Linked DNA regions of Mus musculus: region 2 is linked to region 1. Evidence: chromatin contacts called from public promoter capture Hi-C data. All regions are on one chromosome and are shown on one strand. Each heading gives the region's core, a stretch centred on a gene start, on an enhancer-like site or on the middle of the called end of the contact. The rest is flanking DNA. Distances are from core to core; before and after follow the strand shown.

Region 1 (2,669 bases), core at 119-2,618:
CAAAACCCACCAGGCTAGTCTCTTATTCACAGGGTGGTGGTGATGGTTTTATTCCCTTCCTTCCTTCCTTCCTTCCTTCCTTCCTTCCTTCCTTCCTTCTCCCCGTATAGCATTGGCAAGACCAGGCTGCCCTCAAACCCAGAGATTTACCTGCCTCTGCCTCTGCCTCCCAAGTGCTAGCCTTAAAGGCGTGTGCTGCCGTCACCTGGCCCAGTTTATTCCTTTGCTTCTGAGAGGAACCCAAACCTGAGAGAGCCTGGCAGTTGGGCAGCCACGCTGGCTGACCAGCGCATGGAAAAGGAATTTGTTTTGGCCTGTTAAAAGCTGAGGCTGGTCGTCCTCTATCGGGGTACCCAGGGGAACACTTGCAACAGGGTCATGGGAGCACAGGTGGTGTTTGTAGGATGGCTACTCAACAGTCAGCACAAATGAGAACAGATGCCCCAAGATACTACTGTATGTCCCTGTCCCTTGTCCCCTCTCCCCCTGTAATATTCCCCCAGCTATCTGTGAGCCAAAGCCATATAAGAGAAACTGCAGTCCTAGCCCTCCATGATGCCAGCCGCTTCTCCAAGCATCTTCTGGTGGAGGATGCAATCACTGCCCTATTTCCCAACAATGTCACACTTATAGAGAACTTTAGCTCTGGGTCTGGGCTAAAGGCTTTGCCTGGATATTCTAGAATGATTATCGTATCATAGAGGGGAAGGTGAGTGGCATACAGGCTTCTCAGCTCTGCAGGTCCCTGCACCATCTTGCTAGACAAGCCATTCAAGGGTTTTCCCGTTAATTCCTCCTTCCCAGTTTAGAGGTTCGGTAGGGTCTTGAGGGAGCAGTCCCACAAGTCTGATTTTGAAAGAAATAAGAACTGTACAACCCCAGGGACCGAGGAAGAGGAGGGTTGGCACTGCTTACCATCTGGGGCCGACCAGAGAATTCTTTCCCCTTCTTCACGAGCACTTCTCTGGCCAGCTGATAGTGACCGACAATCACTGCAGTTGTGGTACCCAGGCGAAGAGAATAGATGGGACCATACTTTTCCTGCAGCTTGAAGAAGTTGGCATGCATATGACCACGTCTGGGGAGAAACGGTAGACTACCCACCAGGGGCAGGAATGGAAGGCTCCTGGGGAACTTGGCATTAGGTGTCTTTGACTTGGGCCAAAAGAAATAGGCCAGGATGAGCAGCAAGAGACCCACAAGTTCCCACATGGCAGCCAGGTGTAGGCAGATGGCCAGCTGTGGAGTGGAGAAGCTACAGCAATTTCAGCAGAGAAGGAGAACTTTTAAAAGGCGTTTCTGATTGTCACCTTGAAGACGTGTTATCTCTTGGCCTGCAGAAGTTTATCCTGGAGTGTCTCCAAGCCTGAGTCCTCACCCAGAAAAGGGAGAGGAGAGGGAATTTGGCCTCCACAAGGGCTGGCTCAGATTAAGGACGAACTCCTGGAGGAGGAGCTGGCTAAAGAGCAGAGAGTTGGTCATCTCCCTGGGGCTTCTGCGCTATGGATCCTCCCAGAGGCAAATGCTATCAGATTAAGATCAAGGTTTCAGAGTGCGTGCTGTAATGTCAAAAGTGCTGCACAGTTAATAATTAATGTCATCAGGTTGCAGCTAGCCAAAGCTGTCAAAGAGACTTCAGTCTTATTATCTGATAGTTGAGGAGAGAGAGGTCTTTTAGGGTTAGTTTGCATAAGGTCACACAAGGCAGTGATGATAAGAATCCAGAAGTCATAGGCTTTCAGGTACACAGAACATCAGCTCAAGGGCCATTGCAGGTCTCTGTTCAAATAGCTTGGTTACTTTCTAGGTACATTCTCTTGAATGGGCTATTTAATATTTTCTGGAAATAAATGATTTTGTCATGTTACTATGTATAAAACGTAAAATGCATCATTTAAAATACTTTAACTAAGAGCTGGAGAGATGGCTCAGCAGTCAAGATGCCTCGTTGCTCTTCCAGAAGACCCAGGTTAGATTCCCAGCACTGACATGGTAGCTCACAACTTTCTGTACCTCTGGTTCCAGGAAAGCACCTTCTGGCCCCTGAAAGCACCCCCAACACACACGGTCTGCATACATACATGCAGGTAAAACACTCATGCCTATAAAATAATAAAACACTAGTTAAAAATCATATAAAATATCTAACTAGTATCTTAAACACAAAAATTACAGAGTAACATTTTAATTGTCATTTTAAAAATTTATTACATTTGAGCCATCTCTCTGCCTCTTTAATCATTTTTAAAGGTACATTTTAGGGACGGCAATGCCAATACTCAGCTGTAATCCCAGCAGACACAGGAGGGTTGGGCCAGCCTCAGTTTCATAGGAAGTCTGAAGTCACCCTGGGCTATAAAACACTATGGCCCACTCAAGATCAACAGCAAAAGTTTACATTTTAGGCGTATATATATATATATATATATATATATATATATATATATATGTATTGTGCAGCGAATTTTATTGATGGTATTCAAGAGGGTAGGGAGGGCTCCCTAGGCCCCTCCTGTTATTATGGGGGTCTGGGATGGAAATTGTGAGGGAGATGCTCAGAGTTGGGCTAGGGACTCCTCAGCAACCGAGGGCCTCTCTCTTGCTCTCAGTGTCCTTGCTGGGGTGGGTGGTCCAGGGTTTCTTACTCCTTGAAGGCCATGTAGGCCATG
Region 2 (2,669 bases), core at 100-2,599, 480 kb after region 1:
GACTTTTTTAGCAGACCTGTGTTTCACAGGTTTTGTCCCCAGGCTAGACCCTGCCAGGTTCTGGAGACATCCTTACCAAGCTGGGGGTGCAGCTAGGATTCTCGCTGGAAGAGGCCACCTAAGAAGGGGATGCTGCTGACTGGAGATTCGGGCAGCAGGCAGCAAAGATGGTGGTAGAAAGGCTAGAGAGGCATCCCTGTCAGCTTGAGGGCAGACAGCTGGCTTAAAAGAGCCCAGACCAGGCTTAGCTTTGGGGAGCTACAAACAGAACTGCTGGAAACTGGTACACCACAGGAAAATGTTAGCTGTTTTTAAGCACTTTTCTTTTCTCATTTATTTTTAAGAACTTTTTAAACAGTTATTTACTGTGTGTTGTGTGACTGCCCGGGATGTGTGTGGAAGTCAGTGGACAACTTGCGAGAGTAGCTTCTCCACTATCACATGGGTTCTGGGGACTGAAGTCGGGTCTGCAGGGTTGGCAACTGTCGCCTTTACTCCCAGAGCTATCTCATCGGCCCTACCTGTTTATTTTATTTTTTATAAAGAGAGGAAGAAATCATGAATATATTTAAATGATTTCATATTTAGTGGAAATCTCTTTCTCTCTCTCTTTTTTTTTTTAAAGATTTATGTATTCATTATATGTAAGTACACTGTAGCTGTCTTCAGACACTCCAGAAGAGGGCATCAGATCTCGTTACAGATGGTTGTGAGCCACCATGTGGTTGCTGGGATTTGAACTCCAGACCTTCGGAAGAGCAGTCGGGTGCTCTTACCCACTGAGCCATCTCACCAGCCCCCTGTTTATTTTTAAGATATGGTCTTATGTAGTCCAGGCTGGCTTTGACAACCTCAAACATCTGGTGCTCCTGCCTCCACATCCTGAGTGCTGGAAACAAGTGTGCACACCATGTCCAGTTTATACAATGACCCTCAGTCATGCTGGGCACACATTCCACCAGCTGAGCTATACCTCCAGTCTGGAAAGTGGAAACTATCTGGAGTGGCCATTAGGAGTTAGTACCCGAGGCTTTCATGGGGAATTTACCAAGCAGAGCTTGCTAGAACCTATTATGAGGACCCTGGTAGAAGCAGCAAGAAACCCAACAAGGGCACTGAAGGGCAATAAAACAATCTAGAGAGTAAACTGGTGTCATAGCTCAGAGCAGAACCCAGAGCCAGGGAACCTGGCACTCAGTGCCAGCCCCTATGCAGGTGACCTTGGGCAATGTCACCCTCTTGGTTTGCTTTTTTTTTTTTTCCCTCTCAAACAATTGTGTAATAATGTAGCTTAGGTGACAAAGTGCCTGCTTAGTGTGTGCTTTGTTCCACCCCAGCATTGCATAAACTAGGCACAGCTGGGGCACATCTGTAATTCCGGAACTCAGGAAGTGCAGGCAGGGAGGTCGGAAGCTCAAGGTTACCTTCAGCTAGCCGGAAAGTTGGAGGCCAACTAAGTTTCATGGGATCATATTTCACACACACACACACACACACACACACACACACACACACACACACACACACACGAGAGAGAGAAAGAGAGAGAGAGAGAGAGACAGACAGACAGACAGACAGACAGAGACAGAGAGACAGACAGAGACAGAGAGACAGAGAGACAGAAAGACAGAGACAGAGAGAGTGTCTAGGGTGTGCTGGCATACCTGTAACCCCAGGACTCACAAAGCTGAATCAGAAAGATCACTACAAGCTCCAGGTCAGCTAAGGCTCCAGAGTAAGGCTTTCAGATGGGGTGAGTGGGGTTGGAGAGATGGCTCAGTGGTTGAGAGTCCATACGGTTCTTGCAAAGCACCCAAGCTTGGTTCCCAGCTCCCATGTCAAGCAGCTCACAACTGCCTGTAACTCCAGCTCCAGGAGATCCACCATCTCTGGTCTCTGTGGCCAGTCATGTGCCTATGCCCACTGCCTCCCCGTGCACACAGGATAAAATAAATCCTAAACAAACGAGAAAGGGCGGCGAGATGGCTCAGCAGGTAACAGTACTTGTTGCCAAGCCTGATGGCCGGAGTTTGATCTCTGATACAGACATGGCAGAATGAGAGAGATGACTCCTACAAGTTGTCCTTTGATCTCTACACATGCACCAAGCCATATGTGTGTGCAAGTACACACACACACAATACACACACACAATACATACATACATACATACATAATGTAATTTAAATCTAAAGCAGGACGCTAATAATCATGACTTCACTAGACTACAAGAAGACCGACTGAATAAATATCTGGCACGTGACATTATTATGATAATTTTTTTGTTTTTAAGTTTTGAGTCAATGTCTATGATCCAGATCCACAACAGATCTATTCAGACTATGGCTACTCAAAGTTTGATCCAATGACTAGAAGAACCAGTATTGTGTGGGGGCTTGTTAGAGATGAAATTCTGGAAATTGGGGGGGTGGCAGCTCATACCTCTAATCCTAACACTAAGGGAGCCTGAGGCAGGAGGCTAGCCATGTATCCCAGGCCTGGAGTTCAAGGTCATCTTCAGCTAGACGGCTGAAGTGTGACTCTTCCTCAAAAGAGATGGGGGGCGGGGTGAGGAGAGAAGGAAAAGATAAGGAAGAAAGGGAGGAAAGGAGAGAGGAAGGAAGAAAGGGCAGGAGGGAGAAAGAAGAGAGGGAGGAAAAAGGGAGGGA

Evidence for each region. Promoter capture Hi-C pulls out the DNA fragments that hold promoters and counts their contacts.
Region 2: a promoter capture Hi-C map of embryonic stem cells shows a contact between it and region 1, with 2.5 times the contacts expected there. The contact joins the enhancer-like site here to the promoter of Cyp17a1 in region 1. A contact is called at or near these places in 7 of 39 promoter capture datasets (the 3T3-L1 cell line, the HPC-7 cell line, cranial neural crest and 4 more), 2 of 15 datasets of contacts at CTCF or cohesin (embryonic stem cells and stem cell-derived epiblast-like cells), 13 of 484 Hi-C or Micro-C datasets (B cells, the G1E-ER4 cell line, brain and 5 more) and 2 of 9 other capture datasets (adipose tissue and liver).

What each region holds. Positions count from the first base shown.
Region 1 is chr19:46,671,632-46,674,300 of GRCm38.p6, forward strand. It overlaps Cyp17a1 (cytochrome P450, family 17, subfamily a, polypeptide 1), which reads right to left and starts at 1,369. Exons shown (of 8, transcript NM_007809.3): 1 at 916-1,369. The coding sequence starts at 1,212. All of the region lies in intron 1 of Gm41857 (predicted gene, 41857), which reads left to right. It also overlaps the pseudogene Gm6967. RefSeq lists a promoter at 1,237-2,286 and a cis regulatory region at 1,510-1,609.
Region 2 is chr19:47,148,717-47,151,385 of GRCm38.p6, forward strand. No RefSeq gene overlaps it. Among named protein-coding and RNA genes, the nearest start is that of Calhm1, 5.9 kb to the left of the region's middle. Within about 2 kb of position 1,350, at least 33 of the 459 cell types and tissues checked have an H3K27ac peak or open chromatin away from gene starts, as enhancers often do. A contact at or near this core is called in brain, cerebral cortex and embryonic stem cells, where this site is marked.